Regions from separate parts of the Mus musculus genome. Here region 2 is linked to region 1. Evidence: chromatin contacts called from public ChIA-PET data. All regions are on one chromosome and are shown on one strand. The core of a region is the stretch at or near the end of the contact, and the rest is flanking DNA. Distances in the headings are between cores, read along the strand shown. Region 1 has its middle 31 kb from the start of Gm31416. Region 2 overlaps Gm32255 (a long non-coding RNA gene).

Evidence for each region. ChIA-PET counts read pairs in DNA pulled down with a chosen protein or histone mark.
Region 2: a contact with region 1 is called in an RNA polymerase II ChIA-PET map of effector CD8 T cells, with 5 read pairs. The contact joins two enhancer-like sites. A contact is called at or near these places in 3 of 115 datasets of contacts at active chromatin or transcription factors (CD8 T cells, effector CD8 T cells and memory CD8 T cells) and 1 of 9 other capture datasets (embryonic stem cells).

Annotation. Positions count from the first base shown.
Region 1 is chr10:66,862,029-66,867,959 of GRCm38.p6, forward strand. No RefSeq gene overlaps it. Among named protein-coding and RNA genes, the nearest start is that of Gm31416, 31 kb to the left of the region's middle. Within about 2 kb of position 2,638, at least 239 of the 459 cell types and tissues checked have an H3K27ac peak or open chromatin away from gene starts, as enhancers often do. A contact at or near this core is called in CD8 T cells, effector CD8 T cells and memory CD8 T cells, where this site is marked.
Region 2 is chr10:67,494,343-67,500,273 of GRCm38.p6, forward strand. It overlaps Gm32255 (a long non-coding RNA gene), which reads right to left. Exons shown (of 4, transcript XR_380523.3): 2 at 4,047-4,144; 3 at 3,636-3,735; 4 at 2,017-3,437. Among named protein-coding and RNA genes, the nearest start is that of Gm40679, 5.8 kb to the right of the region's middle. Within about 2 kb of position 2,984, at least 20 of the 459 cell types and tissues checked have an H3K27ac peak or open chromatin away from gene starts, as enhancers often do. A contact at or near this core is called in CD8 T cells, effector CD8 T cells and memory CD8 T cells, where this site is marked.

The sequences.
Region 1 (5,931 bases), core at 1,388-3,887:
TGCATGCATGTGTGTGTGTGTGTGTGTGTGTGTGTGTGTGTGTGTGTGTGTGTGTGCCACTAATGTGCAGATGCCCTTGGAAACCAGAAGAGAATTGCATGACCCACCAGAATTGGAATAACAGGCAGCTGTGAGTCACTAGACCTGGATCCTGAAAACTGAGGCTGGATCCTCTTGCAGGGGACCTTCTGACTGCTGAGATCTATTTTGTACATTTTTTAAAAAACTTCAGTCATCACCTTTATGAGCACCAAACTAAACAGAGAAGTCCACTGGTGCAATTAACAAGGAGTTAGCGGGGCAGACGAAATACCCTGAAGAGACATTCTTCCACAGCTTGGGATGAAAGGGGTTGGAATGGTTGTTTCTTCTTCATTTCCGAGAACCATCCTTGGAGGCACAGACTTCCTTTCTGGGTAAATTTTGGCCACTAAAAGTCCACAGAGGGAAAAGACTACTTTATAATGATAAGTTCAAAATGCAGAGCACGAAGCTGGACTAAGAATGAGGTTCCTACTACGTAAACAATCTGTGTAAAAAATTGCAAGGAAATGCGCCAAGGCGTGAGAGCACTCACTTCTGAAGAAGTATTCCTTCAGCCATGGAAATCTTGATTACAGGGAAAAATAACTAAAAAGCCACACTGGCCCGACAGAAAACGCCATGGTTACCGCCAAGAACTATTCTTTGCCTCCGGGTGGAAAATTGGAAATTGAATTCGGTTTTTTTGTTTTGTTTTGTTTTGTTTTTTTTACTGTAAGACTTTGGCTCAACAAACTTCAACAGTGGAATCTGAAACCCTATTTGAAATATAAGGATTCAGAAGAAGTGGCTTTGAGCTCCTGCAAACGGTACTTCCGTTCTTTTGGTGAGAAAGTCTTTGAGATTTCATGGCATAAAGAGTTATAATTGATGGAGGGTTGAGGGTAGAAAACCCTCTGTGGTGGTAGCATTAATAAACTTAAAAGCATTTTATAAACTTGAAAATGTTCTTGCAATTGTAGTGGTAAGGGATAGAGGTGTAAATTGCAAGCATTTTTATTTTGTTTTACAAATTGAGGTCACCAAGGCACACAAAAACTTCCGTAACTATGTCATTTCTCTTGGGGAAAAAAATGAAACTACCTATATATTCACCATCGACAGTAAGCAAATATGCCATGAATTCAAATGAAGGCTGGAAAGATGGCTCAGTGGCTAAGGGCATTTGTTGCTTTTGCAGGGGACCCAGGTTCAATGGCCAGCACCTACCTAAGTGATCCAAAACCAGCTGTAACTCCAGTTTCAAAGAATCTGTCTCACTCTTCTGGCCTCCACAAGTACAGCATGCATGTGGAGAAAATATTCATACCATATACGTAAAATAAATAAACTTCTTAAAGGTAAAACGTGGTAAAAATGAATCAAAGCTGCAGAGATCAGAAAGAATAATCCTCAAACAGGGAATTTTGGTTTGGTTCTATTTGGTTTGGCTTGGGTTCCCCCCCACCCCCAATAGGATTTTAATTAGCCCAGTCTGACCTGGAACTCTTGATCCTCCTGCCTCAGTCTCTCCATGGGCTGGCATCACAGACAGAATCCTGAATCACAAAATGCAGCTATGTAATAATATAGAGAGCATATTGTCACGTTTGGAAACATCCAAACAATATGCTGAATATGGCTTTTAATATAAATCGGGAAGCTATCCATGGGAATCCATGTGTCAATATTGGACTGTGTTTACCTACAAGAAGGAAAAAAGTAGAGAGAACATAGAGAGGAAGTCGTGTCTCTTAGTTAAGCTGGGGTGTGACTATACTGTATCATTCTCTCTGGGCCTTCTCTATGTGTGAAATACTTAAAAATATGATTATTTTGTCTCCTTACTTTGTATCAGAGTATCACTCTTTGTCCTATTTATCTCTCACAAAAGCATAGTCCCCCTCCCCCTAAGAAAAGCCTTGCTATGCCAGTTTCACAGATGAAGGCCCCAGCTCAGTCTTTTAATCACATACCAAGTTCACTCGCCCAGCATTTGATAGAGGAAAGCCTAGGGTTCATTTCCAGCTGTATCAATTTTGCTTTTCTTTTTTCGTCAAATACTTGCCAAGAAACATCTCAACAGAGGGGGAGTTTATTCGGCTTAGCAGGCAAGGCATGGGGTTGGAGCTTGAGGCGGCTGGATACATTGTATACACACGGGAAGAAGAGATGCATGAACGCTAGTGTTGAGCTCACTCACTTTTTGAGTCGGTCTAGGACGCCAGGGAATGGCGCCACCTACAGTTTAGGTAGTGCTACTACCTCAATTAGTCTGATCTGGAAATTCCCTCGTAGAAAGGTCAGGAAAGTGTGTCACCTACGTGATTCTAGATCCTGTCAATCACCATTAACCACCACACCGCAGTGTAGCACCACTGTCAAGGGAAAAGGCATCGGATTGCAACTGCAACTTTTGTACAGGGTGCGTGAAACTCTAACTTCCCTCCCTGAGCGCCCTGGAAAGAGCTGACACTGTTTCTCCCAGTTTATTTGCATGTTTGCCTTCTCAACAAAGAAAACCTCGTGCCTCAGCCACTTCCTGCCTGACTCATTGTTCCTATCAAGCCCAGGCAGCACCCACTCTTCCAAGGAACAGGGTCATGGCTGTGTGTCTCTTCAGGAAGTGGCTGCTCTACAGATGGCCACAGGCTTCCTGCTTCAGTCAAGGCTTTTGAATCACACTACTCCCTGTCTGTGGTTTTGAATGTTTTTGTTTGTTTGCTGGGGAGGAATGAATAACTGACCTTGAATGGGGTTGTAGGGGGGAAGGTAGACTGTGTGACACAGAGCCACGCTGGATTCATGGTCTCAGCCTGAATCGGGTTGTACTTTGAAGGACAGCAGATTTCAGGAGGCTGAAACTACGGAGACAAACGGTTTATAAATTCTTATTTTCCCCCATCACTTTGGCCAGCACTGGGCTGCCCTTCTTAAGCCAGAGAGAACAGAGTTAGATTATATTGCTACAACAGTAAAATCTGTGATAGAAGGATGTCTACAGAACTGGGAGGCCTGGCCTCACATTTAAGTCTTCTAACCTCTTCCTTTTTAACACTGCTTGAAATGCCATGACTGGATTCAGTGTGCTCGGAAGCTCCGTAAAATCACGTCTCTGCGCGAACATGTAGGAAGGATGCCTATCACATCACAACCCACTGGGCTGGTGAGAGCGCTCTTGGCTCCACCCCCTACAGTTCAGTGAGAGTGGAGATGGTCCTCTGAAAAAAGAAAAAGCTAACCCAGGCATCTCTCACATTGACAGCTGGAGGAAATCTTCGTGGTGTGCCAGGGACCAGGCTGGACCCGCCTTCTGCGACACAAGACCCACTGACATAAATCAGCCTTCACATTCACGTGGCTTTTGGAGATCAAAGTTCAAAGTAAGGGGAAAGGGGTTTGTTGTGGCTATTCTGTCAGTACATGGAATGGCTCCTGGAACATCCCTCAGTGGGGAGGGGAGGCTTCTGCAGTGCACCCCTAGAGTCCTATCCTTCACAATTGCAGGCTAATCTAGGAGGTTCAACAGTCCTTCGGTCTCATACTCATCAGGTGCCATGCTTCACTGGACAAGAAAGTAATCTGTCGTGAACACTACTATCGCTGTCTTTTCTTGGGGACCTATGAGGTGGTAGAATTCAGATTTTTTTTTTAACTTGCAAATCTGTGTGTGCATGTGTATGTGTGCATGCATGTGTTCGTGGAGGGGGGTATGTGTGTGACTGTGAGTGCATGTGAAAGCCAGAAGACCTTGGGTATCATTCACAATTTCTTGGGGTTTTTCTTTTCCCTTTGAGACAAGACTTCTCATTGGCCTAGAACTTACAAATAGTCTGGGATGGCCCCACAGCAAACCTCAGATAGCCACAAATGCATTGCACTGTGTTATAGAAGGACATTTTTCAAACAAGTATGCACGAGGAACAGCATAGGCCATATCCCCTCCCCCTCCCATTAGTCTCTTCTAAGAAACGTAACTGTAAAGACAGATGTCTCAGCAGTTAAAAGCAGGCACTGCTCTTGCAGAAGACTGGAGTCTATGTCCCAGCACCACATAAGGCAGCTCACAGATCCCTGTAACTCTGGTTCGGAGGATCTAATGTCCACTTGAGCCTCCACAGGTACCTGACTTATGTGTGCAACTCCCCACCCCACCCCAGCTGCTACACACACACACACACACACACTACCACCACCACCACCACCATCATCACCATCATCATCATCATCAAAACAAAAGTAATAAATCTGGACTGGAGAGATGGCTCGGTGGTTAAGAAGATTGACTGCTCTTCCAGAGGTCCTGAGTTCAATTCCCAGCAACCACATGGTAGCTCACAACCATCTGTAATGAGATCCAATGCCCTCTTTTGGTGTGTCTGAAGAAAGCTACAATGTATGGATATAAATAAAATAAATAAATCTTTTAAAAAAAAGTGATAAATCTGTAAAAACAAATAGTGCCTGAATTAAACATGTCGTTATATGTAGTGAGGGTGAGGGATCATGTGTTTCCCTAGTTACATGCTTGATAGCATGTTCAGTGATGGAGACATGGGTAAAGTGTGCCTCATCTTTCCTCACTTCAACTCTGATCTTCGTGTCTCCCACTGCAGAGCTGGATAGAAGGAGAAGACTATCGGAGACATGAACTGTCTTACTGACCAATCCCGTACGTCAACATGAAAACACCGTCTATGGAATTCTCTTAGTAAATGTTCATCTTCCAGTCTCTCGGTCATCTCAGGGCACAACCTCTAAGTTTTAAATGCTTATTTTTAAGTGTGTGCGTGTGTGCGTGTGTGCGTGCGTGTGTGTGTGTGTGTGTGTGTGTGTGTGTGTGTGTGTGTGTGTGTGTGTGTGCATGCGTGTGCACGAGTGTGCTCATGTGTGCGTGTACAGGGTGTATACATGTGAATGCAGGAGTTTCTAGAGTCCAGAAGAGAGTGTGAGGTTCCCTGGAGCTGGAGTTACTGAGGGCTGTGAACCATCTGACATGATGCTAAGCACAGAACTCAGACTCTTTCCGAGAGCAGCAAGTGCTCATAACCACTGAGCCGAGCCTCTGCCCCTCACTCTGTATTTTTAACACATTGACTCGCATGATTTCTGAAAGTCTTCATCTGAACAATCACTTCCCAGGCTAGAAAGGTCTGTCTCTGGGGCTGGGGATGTAGTTCAACTGATAGAATGAGAGACCCTGAGTAGCTGGAGGCATGGCTCAGCTGGTGGAATATTTGCCTAGCATGCCCAGAGCCTTGGGCTCCACCTCCAGGACTGTATAAACCAGGCATTGTGCAAACCATACCTAGAGATGTATACATTGTAATCCCAACACTGGGGCAGGAGGAAGTGGGGGGTGTGGGGAGAATGGTTGGGGCAGGAGGATCCAATTTTCAAGACCATCTTCAACTACATATTAAATTCTAAGGCTAGCCTGGACTACACGTGACCCAGATCTCAGGGGTTGGGGGGTGAGATTATGAGATGTTTCAGCAGATGGAAAGAATGTGTTACAAATCTGGGTAACCTGACTCTATCTTCAGAATCTACACAGTGCAAAGAGTTCCCAAATGTGATCGTTGGCTGTCACATATGCACATGGCATGTACCTCTACATATATGTATACATAGGAAAGGAAGGAAGGAGGGAAGGAAGGAAAGAAGGAAGAAGGAAAGGAAGGGAAATAAAGGTTTGTTTTGAAGTTTAAGTACACAGACACCATTTTTTTTTCCTTAAAGGTTTGCTTGTCTGCTTAACTTGTATGTGAGTGTACACACGTTTGTGCAAAAGTGCACAGACACAGAGGCCAGGAGAGGTGTCAGGCATCTTCTCTACCATTCTCTGCCTGCTTCCATTCAGACATAGTAAATCCATTATTTTCTTAAAGATCACAAAACACTGGACCT
Region 2 (5,931 bases), core at 1,734-4,233, 630 kb after region 1:
CAGTAACTTGTCAAAACTTTCAACAACAACAACAACAACTACCTTAAGCTACTCACTCACAGACAGAGTATTCCATTAAAACCCCCAGGGCTGAGATTTTCCTAACTGGGCTAAGGTCCTCTGAGGCCAAGCATGGTGGGTTGTGGTTCAAAGCAATATAGTTCATTATGGTGGGGCAAGCATGGTCCCAAGAGCTGAGGCAGCTGGGCACATTTCTCTGTGTGAAATGTTCTTATTTTTAATTGCTGGTAATCAGATTTGAACTTAACACACAGGAACACAGGATTTAAGGAAGTTTATGGTTTCATGTTGGGCTGCGCTACCTTGAGCTGCCTGCCCATGGCCCTCAGGGGGCACATTGGACCCATTTGAGTGGTTGTTGAAGACTCAAAAGTTGGGACAGGTTTTGACCCTACTCTCTGGAGTCCCCTTTTTTTTTTCTAGAACTGCCCAGGATTTCCTTTTGGCCAACTCTGAACCCAAATTAGAAACTGAGAAATTATTTCCAGTCAAAGTATTTAAAACTACAGACATTGTCTCTTACTATATCTACCTAGGAGTCTTTGCTCTATGTATAAAATAATAAGATGAAGTGGCAAATATAAAATTTGGTTTTAAAGAAGAAAGCATCTAATCCCATTACTTGAAAGGTGCAGGAGGATCAGGAAGTCAAGGTGATCTTTAGCTACTAGTGAGTTCAAAGTCAGCCAGGGCTAGATGAGACCCTGTCTCAAAACAACGGGTACAATGCAATCTGGTTTAGAAAGGAAAGAAAGAAAGAAAGAAAGAAAGAAAGAAAGAAAGAAAGAAAGAAAGAAAGGAAGGAAGGAAGGAAGGAAGGAAGGAAGGAGAGAGAGAGAGAGAGAGAGAGAGAGAGAGAGGAAGAAAGAAAGAAAGAAAGAAAGAAAGAAAGAAAGAAAGAAAGAAAGAGAGAAAGAGAGAGAGAGAGAGAGAGAAAGAAAGGATCTATGATACGAATCAACAGAACCACACATGGAAGAAAGCCTAATCTAAAATATGGATCTTATAAAACTGTCTTGGCACTGGCTCATCAACTGATAACCCTATGCTCTCGCCAGAGTTAGAGGGAGCAGAGTCCATGTGAACTCTTTATGTTTATCTACAGAAAATTCCTTAAGTCTCAACTTGTTCTAAAATTACTTAGTAACTGCTGTATCTGTAAGCCTTGGAGGACATCCTCCCACTGACTCCACCCACCTGGAAAGTAACCTATACACATCTATTTAACGCAATGTCTGCCTTCTTAGTTTTATTATTTATTAGTAACTATGCTGATGGCAACTGGTTTCCCTTGCTTTTTCTGAAAAAGTGAAAACAAAAACAAAACAAAACAAAACAAAACTCAGCTGGTTCAATATTCTTTTGTTTGTTCGTTTTGTTTTTGTTTTTTCGAGACGGTTTCTCTGTGTATCCCTGGCTGTCTTGGAACTCACTCTGTAGTCCAGGCTGGCCTCGAACTCAGAATTCTGCCTGCCTCTGCCTCCCAAGTGCTGGTATTAAAGGCGTGCGCCACCACTGCCTGGCTATCAATAATCCTTTCTCAAGAATCCATTATTGATACTTTGAGACGCTACTGAGTGCCTACTGAGTTTGAGTGCCTACCGAGTTTAACGGTCCCAAGGTCACTGGACCAGAGGTATTTCAGGGTTTCCGTAACTGCATCTGCTGACATTTGCCTGTCAGTCCTGGTGAGTGCAGAGCAGGGTTGACTTCACACTGTTAAAGGAAGACTGCAATCCTGACACACTCTGGTCAGAAATGCTTCGGTGTGCACGGTTTTGTTTCCAATTGGCAATACATTCTCCTTGCCCACTGGGCTAGTAAATTCCAGTTTAACTAGATCTTCAAGACATGGTGTTTACTAAAAAGAGATCACTGCCCAAGACTAAACGAACAGCCACTTTGAAAGAGTTTCATGTGTATGTGCAGATATACTAGAACATGGGAAGGCAAGCATGCAGAGGTCAGAGGTCAACAATAGGTATTTCCCTCAACTGCTTTCCATCCTTTTTCTTTATTAAAATTGTTTATTATATTTATTTGCTTGTACATGAATAAATGTAGGTGTACTCATGCTATAGGGTAGTCAGAGGATAACTTGGGGGGGGGGGCTGTTTCTCTTCTTCCATCATGTGTGTCTTGGGGATCCAGCGCAGGCCCTCAGGCTTGGTGACAAACCCCTTTACCTGATCGGCCATTTTGGCAGTACCCACCCCTCTTATGCATTGAGACAGGCTCTCTCGATAAGTCAGGAGCTTCCTGTGTTGGCTAGACCAGCTACCTACCAAGACCCAGGGTCTAACCTATCTCTGCCTCTCCAACACTGACCCTACAGGTTCACAGGACTCTGACGACTCACTTTGAATTTTACAAATCATTTGCTTACTTTATGAATGTTTTGCCTACATGTATACATGTGTACTACATGTGATCCTGGTTACTGCAGGAGCCAGGAGAGAGCGTCAGAGTCCCTGGAACTAGAGTTACAGGTGGTTGTAAGCTGCCGTAGTGATGCTAGAATGGAACCCAAGTCCTATGTGAGAGAGGCCCGTGCTCTAAACTGAAGACTCATCTCTCCAGCCCCAGGGCTGGCATGTCTTGTTTGTCGTTATTTCTGTTTGTTTGAGGCAGGGTCCCTCTATGTAGTCCCGGGTTGTCCTGGAACTCCATATGTAGAGCAGGTTGACCTTAAACTCACAGAGATAACATCTACCTCTATCTTCTGAGTATAGGGGTTAAAGTCATGCTCCAGAATGCTTGGTCCCAGTTTTTTAAATATAGGTGTTGGCTTTGAACTTGGTGAGCATGCTTGTTGAGCAAGAACTTTGCTGGCCACATCGCTATGGCCCCTGCTTACTTTAATTCATACCTTTCCACTGGAATCCAGAACCAGTGATGGGTTCTACTCTGACGCACATGAAGAGTAACCCTGCCGATGCAGGTAGAACTAGATCTCAATGAGGGTGGCTATGGCTGTGACTCGGCTTTCATAGTCTGAAATGAAAGTGAAAATTGTTTCTAACTTTTGCACACAGGGGGAAAAAAAAAACCTCAACACTTTTCTTCCTTTGGCTAGCAAGAGTGTTGTGTAAAACTGCAGAAGCTGTTTGCTTAAGACTAGCAACAGCTCAAATTAGAAGCCTCCATTTTTCTAAGGTCAGAGGGTAATTGAAACACTCGGTAGTTTGTTTCACAAGCAGGTGTGAATATCAGACGCCAAGGTTCTCATGCAACGCTGTCAACTCGTTCACCCAATGGAGATTCTTCTTCACACGAGACCCATAGAAAAACATGGTTAGGCGCGAGGCAGCTTTCAGGCAGTGGAAAATCTCCAGATGTGTCACTCATGGAGTAGATACGAACAGACTGTTAGAACTGGGCCTCATCAATGCTTTGATGGAATTAGTCATCAATTTCTAAAAAAGAAAGAAAAAAAAAGAGAAAAGGGAAGTCAAACGCAGCAGAATTTCATATTGACAGCTGAGATATTAATCGTTTGCAAACCTCGGAACAGAGGAAGGATAGCCATCGAATTGGTCACTTGTCTCATCTGGCAGGACATCAAGTTCAAGAGCTTTTGATGGCAGCTCTGGAATCTGGTTAAAATAGCTTACCAACATAGAGGGTGCCTCTGCAGAGTGTGGTTAGTGGACGCTTCCGAATTGGTGAGATACGCGGGGTTTGGTTCTTGCTTGTCACAAAATTTTTGTGGTCCTACAGTAAGTTTCAGAAAAAAAATGTTGTTCTCATCTTCTGTTTTTGTTTGTTTTGTTTTGTTTTCCTTTGTGCTAATGGAAATTTAAGTTCAAAGGTCATGACACCCAGCTCCTGCAAAGACCCGAAACCAGGATTGGGTCTTGGGGTGATACAGAGAGCGAGTGCCACTTTTCTGAACTATTTCCTCATTCAGTCATGGAAACTCCAGATCTGAACGACAATGCCTGTGTTTCCAAATCGCTGTTGTAAAAGGAGCAGACTCGGCTGGCTTATCTCACTCAGCATCGAAATAAGAAACAAAATTCTACCTGTGCACTGACACGTAATTTGAATAATTTTCTTGGAAACCTCATCAAATATCTTCCGTCTTTCCGGCTGGCTTCCGACCTTGGTGATCATTTTGAAGCTGGAATAAAATGGCATAAAAATGTGACGTGAGCGCTGGGCAGTGGTGGCGCACGCCTTTAATCCCAGCTCTCAGGAGGCAGAGGCAGGCAGATTTCTGAGTTCGAGGCCAGCCTGGTCTACAAAGTGAGTTCCAGGACAGCCAGGGCTATACAGAGAAACCCTGTCTCGAAAAAACAAAAACAAAAACAAAAAGTGACGTGAGCCTGGAGAGGTGGTTCAGTGGTTGGGAGCACTGGCCTCTCCCTCCAGAGGATCCCGGTCCAATTCCCAGCACCCACATGTGTGCTCATAATGACCTGTAGCTCCAGGTTCATGGGGTTGACACCCTCACATAGACACACATGCAGGCAGAACACCAATGCACCCAAAATAAAATTTAAAAAAAAATGTGAAGCGCTCATTGGACTTTTCTATACTACACGTGAGAGTAGGAGGAGCCATTGTGACAGTCATCTGTTATCATGGTCACCTCTACACAGGACACTCCACACAGATTAAGTACAGTTATTTGATAACATTGGGGACACCTTCTGAGGTGGAGGACACTTGTCACATTATGAGTACCATGAGGTGTGCTTCATGGACTGAGACAGTCAACCCCCTACTGAAGACTCTTTGCCGAGGGCTTCAGGATTAGACTGAGACAAACACCCTCCAGATGTTCATGGAACCTCAGCCTCTTCTCTTCTGTCTCCATCAATCTTCTAACATTGTCTTTCCTCAATTCTCTGTCCCTGGTCCAGTCTCTAGGGTGCCCATGGACCGAACAAGACTCGCTGAGCTTACAACATTTTACACCATTTCACAGACTTTTTTTTTTAAAGATGTTGTTTTGTGTACTGGCTGGTTTTGTGTGTCAACTTGACACAAGCTGGAGTTATCACAGAGAAAGGAGCCTCCCTTGAGGAAATGCCTCCATGAGATCCAGCTGTAAGGCATTTTCTCAATTAGTGATCAAGGGTGGGAAGGCACATTGTGGATGATGCCCTCCCTGGGCTAGTAGTGTTGGGTTCTATAAGAGAGCAGGCTGAGCAAGCCAGGGGAAGCAAGCCAGTAAGTAACATCCCTTCATGGCCTCTGCATCGGCTCCTGCTTCCTGACCTGTTTGAGTCCCAGTCCTGACTTCCTTTGGTGATGAACAGCAATGTGGAAGTGTAAGCTGAATAAACCCTTTCCTCTCCAACTTGCTTCTTGGTCATGATGTTTGTGCAGGAATAGAAACCCTGACTAAGATATCTTGTATTTCAGAGTGGCCTCAAACTCACTCAATAGCCCTAAATGACTTAAAAATTTTGGTTTTCTTGTCTCCATCTGTGTCTCTTGAGTTCTAGGCTTACAGGCAAGCATCACCCTGTCTAGTTCAAGTGGTGATGTGGATGGAACCCAGAGTTTTTGCTTGTGTATGCTAAGAAAACACTGTCAAATAAACATCCATGACCCCCCCCAACTTTCTTTTTATTTTATTTTATTTTTTGAATAAGGTCTCACTATGTACTTTGGCTGGCCTGGAGCTCCCTGTGCAAACCAAGCTGTCCTCAAACTCACAGAGATCTGCCTGCCTCTGCTTCCCAAGTATAGCGATCAAAGGTGTGCACCACCAAAGCTGGCTTTCCCAGGTTTCTTAATTTCAAATGAGCATCACTGATTTGGTCTTTCTTGTCCTTATCTCCTAAGATACTGGGAGTTTGAGAACATTTCTGTAATTATGCAAAAGGAAAATACGTAGAATTAAAATAGCCCTATTAAAAATAAATGTTTTTTCAGGAGTGGAGAGATAGCTTGGCA